Regions from separate parts of the Drosophila melanogaster genome. Here region 2 is linked to region 1. Evidence: chromatin contacts called from public HiChIP or PLAC-seq data. All regions are on one chromosome and are shown on one strand. Each heading gives the region's core, a stretch centred on a gene start, on an enhancer-like site or on the middle of the called end of the contact. The rest is flanking DNA. Distances are from core to core; before and after follow the strand shown. Region 1 holds the start of CG7963. Region 2 holds the start of CG45263.

Evidence for each region. HiChIP or PLAC-seq counts read pairs in DNA pulled down with a chosen protein or histone mark.
Region 2: a contact with region 1 is called in an RNA polymerase II HiChIP or PLAC-seq map of the Kc167 cell line, with 6 times the contacts expected there. The contact joins the promoter of CG45263 here to the promoter of CG7963 in region 1. A contact is called at or near these places in 13 of 107 Hi-C or Micro-C datasets (the Kc167 cell line, the OSC cell line, the PNm cell line and 9 more) and 2 of 6 datasets of contacts at active chromatin or transcription factors (both in the Kc167 cell line).

The regions. Positions count from the first base shown.
Region 1 is chr3R:8,360,798-8,365,168 of dm6, forward strand. CG7963 reads left to right here and starts at 2,029. Exons shown (of 1, transcript NM_141541.3): 1 at 2,029-3,097. The coding sequence starts at 2,083. The coding sequence ends at 3,097. Veneno (veneno) reads right to left here and starts at 1,757. Exons shown (of 6, transcript NM_141540.3): 1 at 1,642-1,757; 2 at 1,111-1,584; 3 at 3-884. The coding sequence starts at 1,677. CG45263 reads right to left here. Exons shown (of 16, transcript NM_001260059.2): 16 at 3,531-4,371. The coding sequence ends at 4,294.
Region 2 is chr3R:8,475,603-8,480,087 of dm6, forward strand. It overlaps CG45263, which reads right to left and starts at 2,015. Exons shown (of 16, transcript NM_001260059.2): 1 at 1,817-2,015.

The DNA of each region.
Region 1 (4,371 bases), core at 779-3,278:
ACAGGTTTTAGGACATGTTCGTTTTTCGACATTACGATTCCATTTGTTTGGGCATTAGTTTTATGGATAACGGGAAGTTCCAAATTTTTTTTATGGTTTGGAAGTTGTAACGGATAATTAGCTTTTGGTGTTAAGCATTGTGTTAAGGAATGTTTTACGTCTTCATCTTTAGGCTTTGGTGCAGTGTCCTGATCAGTTTTAGTTGCCTTATCAGCAAGATCAATAAAGCCAAGCATCTTATTAGAGGCTCCTTCTGTAACCAGTACATTAGTTGATTTTGATTGATCAATTTGTCCGGAGTTCTGTTGCTTGAGTATCTCCTCACACTCATTCTGTACCTCTGGTTTCGTTAACATTTTCTTACATTCGATTGCAGGAATTGCAATGGGTTGATCAATATGTGAAGGTTGCGGACCTTCTAAGGAACATGACTTGATATTCTCGGCCGCAGAATTAGGGTTTCGTAGCAACTTCTTACTGTTGAAAAATGCGTTTAACTGTTCATTTACCGAAAAGTTCATCTCCGTGTTTACTAGTTCCACGAGGTGTAATCCAGGGCACTTTTTAATGGTTGCCATATATTTCTTGCCCACGAATTTCGAGTTGAAGGCAATGACATCATTGGAATAGTCACAATTCAATACATTCTTGAGCTGCACCAGTTGGCTGGAACAGGGCAATGCTTTTAACTCATCATTGATATCCTTAAAATCGAAAAAAGGTCCAGAATGTTTGATTCCAAGATCGACCAAAAATAAGTGGGAAACCTCACGGAGCTTCTTACACATCTTCGCTCGCACATACATGCCATTAAAGTGGACTAGGCACAATCTATTTGGTGGTGGATTTTTTATTCTGGGCAATAACGTAGCTATGGTATTAACCTGTGAAGATACAACACTTTTTAATTCGAAATAGTCTCGTCAACAGTAGAATTAGAAAAAAAAACTCGATTTGCTAGTATTTAAGTATCCAAATAGTATACAGTTTTACACGCAACACTATTTCTTTGATAATATTCATTTATAGAATTTGCTATCATGCACGCATTTTACTTCTAATTTAGGAATTTTCTTGGATTGAAGAAATTTGACTCCATATATAACAAACCTTCTTGCAAACTTCGTCAAACGCTCTTTCAGCAGATTCGCTGGCATCGCGAATATAGCAACGATTACTGGATATGAAGTCCGTAATGTATACCATAGCACCGCTGGGCGGGATGATCGCTTTTGGCGGAGAAACGGGAATATCATCTTTGGCTGCAATGATGCTGGAACGGCCGGCGTTATTGCACTGCAAATCCGGAAGAATAGGTGAACGGCTGAGGGGTATTGGCGACGCCTCAACTACAGATTTGTCAGCGTTTAACGAACAGGCCCCCTCCAAAGTTGATTCCCTGTCGCTCTGGAACACGGAATATTCATTGGGAGAAACCAACGCGGGCAGCGGGATGCAGATGTAACGATGACGTAGCCAATCTTGCCGCTGACAATGCTTGGAGCAGTAAAAGTCCCCGCAGCGCTGACAGACCCTTTCCGCTGCGTTTGCGCAATGGACGCATTTTCCTTTGGCTTGCGCAAGCTGAATTACAAAACAATATTTTGGTGTTCGGCTACTTTTTTAAAAGTTGGTTCTTACTTCATCAGCACCGGCAACTGACTTTTGTGCTAGCATGTTGTCACACTTTATTTCCGATCGAAAAGGAAGAGTTTTTCAGCGTTAGTTCTCCAATGATACAGCTGAAGCCCCACGGTGTTACCAGATACGGAAATCCGATTAACGGAACTTAGAAGTGCACATTAGTAATGAAATGCCGTTTTCCCACTTATTTATTTATAACACGTTAAACTGACAAATATTTGTTGGCTGTTAGTATTAAATATATTCATATATTTATATTCATAATTAATTATTATCTTATAGTTTGGAAGTAGTTAGCTCTTAATATATGAGACATACTTTAAAGTGTAGTTTAGTATAATCAGCTGTTTGTTGCTTATCGGTCTTATCGATAATTGTGGGTAGCTGCATTTGATTTGGCAGTTCAATTTTTAAATATTTGCAAGCTTTTAACTGAAAATGTCGCCACCATCTGGTGAATTCCGTTGCCGAGTTTGTCTTAAACAGGATGAACTTCTGGTGGATATCTATGAGATCGTGGAGGAGATGCAAGTGGACCTGTGTACCTTGCAGCCAATGTATTTATGCCAGGAGTGCACCAACGAGCTTCTCATCGCCGCCAAGTTTCGCAAAATATGCGTGGAGTCGGAGAAGTTGCGCGATATGGCTCCGGAGATAAACATAGACACGGCAGAACCCCTAGCTTCGGAGGAAATAATTATTATTGATCCCAGCGACTATATTGAACAGCTCTCCGCTGTGGAGGATCCCGAAAATGAACCTATTGGAGTTTCACGCTGGAACTGCCAGCATTGTGGCGCTGGTTTCCAGCTATCGGAAGTACTGCGTCGGCACATCCAAGAAGTACATGCTTCAATAACTATTATAGACTGTAGGGAGCGCAGGCGGATCTTTACGAAATTGGGTTGCTACCAGGTCCACAATTGCTCCTATGCCAAGACACCCAAACGTGGGCACAAGTGCCTGGAGTGCGGTAAGTGCCTTCAATCCGCCTCTAGTCTGGCAAGCCACATTCGCCTGCACACCGACGAATGGCCCTTCACCTGCGATCAGTGCGCCAAGGCCTTCAGGACCAATGGAGCATTGGAGGTTCATCAGAGGCGCCATAAGCAGGTCTTGCAGCACAAGTGCCTGCACTGCGGGCGTGGTTTTGTAGAATCAGCGACGCCACATAGTTAACAGGCACACGGAGGAACGTCCGCATCTTTGCAACGTCTATCAGCGCAGTTTCTCCAGGGTCTACATGCTCGAGCTGCATCTCCGCACAAACACTGGCGAAAGACCCTACGCCTGCCAGCATCGTGACAAACGTTTCGCCCAACTGGGAGTCCTCAAGATTCACGAGCGGATCCATACCGGCGAACGCCTGCACCGCTGCCAAGTGTGCGAAAAACCTTTTACACGGGCGGGACAGCTCCGAAAACACGCGTTGCGTCATGAAACGGGACAGTGATAAGTTGCAGATTGCCGATTTGGGCCAATGATCTCTGATCGCGGTCAAGGTAACAGATATAAGCAGCCTTATTAGTGACTTAGGCAGCTTCTTTTAATGCCAAGGTGGGCCCACAGCGATTTGTTTTGCACATTCCAAGGCTCTTCATACATCGGATAAAGATCAGGACAGCGACCGCTACCACTTTGGCTATCACTTTGTTGCCAAATGAAGTGCCATGGGACGATTTTGAGAGTTGTTTCCCTATACTGTGAGGCCTTAGGTGTCTGTAAGTTTGGTATGCGTTCTGACTGCTTTTTTTTTTACTAAATACCGTTCCCGAATTCCTTTTCCAGCATTGTCTTCCTTCTTAGATGAAATTACGAACAGTGACTGTAAGAAAATCAGTTATGCTTAATATATCCCTAACCCAGAAAGTACACTATTCAGTTTTGCATTTTGAAATTCTTTATTGCATGCAGGTAAGAGTTAGTAATGTTTCCTTTTGTAATTGGTTTACTTTTGCTTTGACTTGCAATTATCCTAAAAGTTACAACAAGTGACGCAGGTATATGCTATAAATATCCGTATAATGTATAGATGTATATCGGGCTTGTATGGTATATTCTTTAGATGAATTCAAATTATAATTGAAGAGACAAACTTGTACTCGTAAATAACTAGGTTGAGAGCATGAATTGTCGTTTGATTTTTATTTCCATATCTAACCATAGCTCTCGGTACATCTTCGATCCTATTTGTACAATAATGTTTATGTATATTTATATATGGTTGTATTTATAAATATGGTTAGTCATCTTTTGATTTGATTTTCATGCAGTTTCGAGTAATTGGCTTAATGTAACTATGCGTAAATTACGAAATTAGTTTAGTTCTTTTGGGTGCTATTCCTCGTATGGCTTAATTCTCTTTGGGCTTGCTTCGGGTCGTATCTTTGTCTTCCATTATGGCGGCGGGATAGCTGCACTTGTTCCACATCTACATCGGATTCGGGTTCGGTTAGAGGGTCTTGATCGGAATCGAAGGTAGGGGTCGGGTCGTTTTCGTATTGGTTTGGGGATCACACTTATTCTACAAAAGCGTCGCCTCTGGGGTAAACGGAAATGCGAAAGAAATCGATTTAATATCTAGATGAGGCCAAATAACTGGTCAACAGGTGAGAAACAGGTGCATAACTGGGTGCCCATTGTTCCTGTCTACAGCGCTGATCCCTGCTCTATCCTTCGCTGATACTTACGCGCCTGCACGCTCAGATCGTCGAGTAGTAGTTCGCT
Region 2 (4,485 bases), core at 765-3,264, 110 kb after region 1:
AATTCGATTTGCTGTAAGCCTTCTCGGCACTCCGATGTCAAGGACATTGTAGCAACGAAATCAAATAAACAAATCAAATATTAAATGTGCCATTTCAGGCAGTTATTTGTTATTTGTGTCGAATGTCGTGCGAAATATGAAATAATTTTCGTTCTGCTATTTCCCTGCCACAATGCTGATTGGATGTCAGCTCAAGGGGGTAACTAAAATACGGCCGGTGGATAAGGAGAAAGCCTTTCTCTAACTCTCTCTAACTTGCCGCCACATGTGCAAAAGATAAAACACCCGATATTCGGGCGGCACTGCAACATTTTTCTTATTTACGAGCCACGTAGCCATAAAAGGCGACATAAATTTCCTAGAAACGCTCCTTCTGCCGACCAAAAAAAAAATGTTTGAGGATTTTTCGTTTGCCGAAATGCAGGCGGCAGTCGAAAGCCGTGAGGAATAAAGAAATTGATATAAATGCCAGGAAAAACTCGCACATCCCAGCGGAATAGGAGGAGATGGGGGGTCCTCGAATAAGGATGGATCGCACACATTGCGTTGAAATTGCGCGAAATGTCGTCAAAGTTTATCAAAATATTTAAATGAATGTCGCTTTGAAGCGCCGGGCGTCACGATGATTCAATCTCTGCAAGAGCCACTGGCGGGAATCACATTTTTCGAGAAGTCTTTAAGTTTTCCAAGACGCTTTTCCTAATGGCAAAACAATCTTCGATTATAACACCAAGCGGAGCACACTCTTGCCACTCACGGCAATAACCATTAATAAAAATGTTTGGCTTTTAAAATTAAACGACTCCGGCTGCACGTGCCGCCTGTATTTTCGGTGAAGACAGAAACTTTGAGGCAATTTCATTTCAATTGTGAGTGTGGAATTTAAGGCCATTTGCATATCAAAACCGAGGGGGAAAAACTCTGCCGAGCGAGAGTCCTTTTTGCCGCGCAGCTGGCGACGATTGCGAATCGCCTTCTCGACGGAAAACAATTAGCGGAAAATTCTCACAACTTTGGCAGGCGGAATTCGCGCCCAACGATTCGACGTAATTGCAGATACTTTTCGGCATCCGAAAAAGGGGGGCTGTCCAAATATCATTAACATGAATTTATAAACAATCGCGAAGAGGCTTAATTAAATTTTCCCCCCTCATTCCCTGCCGATGAAGTAGAACTTCTTTGTGGGATTCGATCACCATGGCGATTATATAAAGCATTCACAGACCATAAATGTGTGCAAACTTTCGGCGAATGGCAATTTTTTTTTCTTTTAAATAATTGTCCATAAATATAAGCGGACATAAAAAGGGCAACCGAGCGTTTAATCCGTTGTCGTATTTAATATATTGGCCATCCCGGCGAATGGCTGAATGGCGAATGGAGTAAGTAAAGTGAGCTCAGAATCCTTTGGCTCATAAAATGTCAAGGAAATTTTTATTGATGAGCCAAAGGCGAACGACGACGACAATGAAAACACAGCGCTTTCGCCTCGCCGAGATTTTCTCGTCCTTGCTGGTCCTTTTTCACGTTTACTGCTAGTTGTAACTTTTTTCCCCGTTTTCGAGGACACGCCATAACCGATGGCCGGGAGTTGGGCACGATGCGAAAGTGTGTCAAAGTATATCCCGGCACCTCCACACACAAACACACACACGCACACTCATACATACGTATGCATTTAGCACACGGTGGGTACACTTGCTAAAAGCAAAACCAACAAAACAATCTAGATACAAATTCCACTGTCACGTGTATCTAAAAAACAACGCACGCGTTTTTTTTTTTTTTTTGTTTACCATACATCCTTTGGCTATACCTTTTTCAATATCCATGCGATTTCTCGTAAATGCAACAATTTTCGGGCTGTTACTCGTTCACTGTCTCATTCACTAGTCACTATTCACATTCACCGATCACTGTTTACTGGTCACTGGTAACTGATTCCTTGCAGCGTACGAGTCGCGTGAACGCAGCGCCAGACGTTCGATCCGCACGATGTCCCGAAATCTACTGAAACTTGGAACTGAAACTGGTGACTTCGATGATATGCATTTCAAAGACACGAAATGTTACGCCTCGACGTTCGCTAACAGAGCTGAGCACTGTTAAGCGGCGCTTCGTGACTGTGAGCCGAACGCATACGAACGACCTACGCCAGCGCGCTCAAACCTGTTGGCCAACTGAGTGTGCAACAAACATGTTGTGTTTACGTTTTTTCCTTGGCCTAAGCGGTTTGAGCGTGTTGCTGTCCTCCATCAACATGTTGCACTTTTCGGGCTTGGCAACAAGTGCTTTTTGTTTCCAACTACCAGATACTCTTTCTATTTAACTGTATTTATGGTTGTAGTTATATTATGCCGTTAATTGTGAAATGTTACCAATGAGTATTGCATATAAAAATCATTTAAAATTTACATATTACAAACTCAAGCTGATTTTATTAAAATTAAATGTATATATCTAAGTCCTATTCAAAAAAAAAACGTATCAACAGAAGCTGCGTAATATATTGCTTAATTCAAATTGGACATTCAGCCGAAATAAAAATATTTTTGACAGATACACTAGGAAGCTCTGACACGGCAAAAAGTAGGACAAAATCGGTTCAGGGGAGATGGTCATTGTGGGTGGACGCGTTCAGCGGGGAGCTGTAACTTTTCTAATTGGCATTTTTCCGCAATGATTGCAGTTGAACACGCTGCGATAAAAGCTAATCGAATTATGCTTTTGGCAAATGCCACAACAGCTGCACGAAACCAGCAAAAACTAACAAACAATTATGGGTCTCTCAACTGGGGCGGGGAATGGGAAAATCGAATAGGGGGAGAATGGGCAAGGGTGGCTTATAACTCTGCTATGTGCGGCGTCATGTCAACGCCCAGCCAAGCAAAGCGAGGACCAAAAGGAGACGCAGCGGTTTGGAGTTTCCGGCAAAAAGTTAGTGGGCAAAGGAAAGAGCCAAAAAGGGATTTGTGTATGCGAAAAAATTTTACAAGCCATTAACAAAAATGTTGCGCCTCGGCATATGCCACATAAAATTCACTCAGCAGCAGCAGCAGCAGCAGTGGTAACAATGGAGGAGTCAGGCGCCTAACTCAGGCACACACAGATGGAAAGCGAGTGGAACGGTCGGAAAATAAGCGGCATAACCGCATTCCCAATACGCTATCCAAAATATTATAGCCCTAGAAAAGGGTAGCATTTGCTCTTTCATCAGTAGAGAATTATGATTATTTAAGAACAGATAAATAATTAAACTTTTTATAATAAATGTTCAACTATCAATCGCTGCAGCTTAATATATCTTCTGCATATATTCTTTCCTCATGGGCAGGTATGTACATATATGAATGGAGAAAACTCAATTATCCTTTGTGAGGGTACTGAAAAGAGCGAAACAAAGAGAGAGACTGATGCAAAAAGGAAGGAGGGGCGAAAAGCGAGTCGAATGCCAAAATGTGCAATGGAAGCGATCTTGGCGCCGCTGCGTCCAATGTGGGTGAAAGTCCGAGCGATGGGATGTGGCTGGTGGGTGGATTTGGGCGGTCCATATGGGGCAGGGAGCAGCGCACGCCTGCCGGAAACAGGAAAAACAAACAAGAGAATGTTGTGGAAGGAAGAAAACAATAACAACAACAGCAACAACAGAAAAACACATAAAAATAAAGCTGCGATACGAAAAGGCATGTAGGAAACAACAGAAGCGGGCAAAAAACAAAAAAAAAAACAACAGCAGCACGCCAACAAAAATGGCTGGATAACTCGCGCCTGTCGTGGAAAATGATAAATTTAAACGCAGTGACATGACAAATCGCCGCTCATTTGTATTAATCAGACAGAAAAACGAAAAAAAAAAAAAATGAATCGGGGGAATAGTGGCGAAAGCAGAAAAATGGCGAACTAACCCTTTTGGCCCCTAACTGATGTTGCAATTATTGTTTTACGGCTTGCTTGGCTTAGCCTTCTTGCTGCAAGTGAAGCTTCCTTGGGTCCCTAAGTGAATTTTCGGGTAAGTAGTAGTTGGCATTTGCATTGCACAACGTAATAATTTGAGCAGAAGTTAATTTTGCGAGAAATTAAAATTCCTCTTCGCAGTTGCAACTGCAGCATGGCTCGTTTGGGGGGTGGAAATCGGATGTGGGCGGGTGTGCTGCTTGGGCTGCTCGAGTGGGCCAAGTTCATTATGTGGGCCAAAAGCATTTACTTCCGAGTGATTTATGCCCCGACTCGAGCCAGTGGAAGCTGCCACAATGTCCGATTCCTTTGCAGTCACTGCCTGCTCCTATGTCCTGTGTCCATGTGCTGCTCGTGCTCCTGGCACTCCATTCCATTTGCTCTTATCTGGCTGCTGTCAGCATGTGTCAATTTAATAAATAAACAAACAAGAACAATGATAAAACGACTGGGCGGCAAGTGGGCTGAGCACAAAGATATGTGGGGAGTTCTCTCTGAGTGACTTCAAAAATGAAATGAAATAATTCCAAA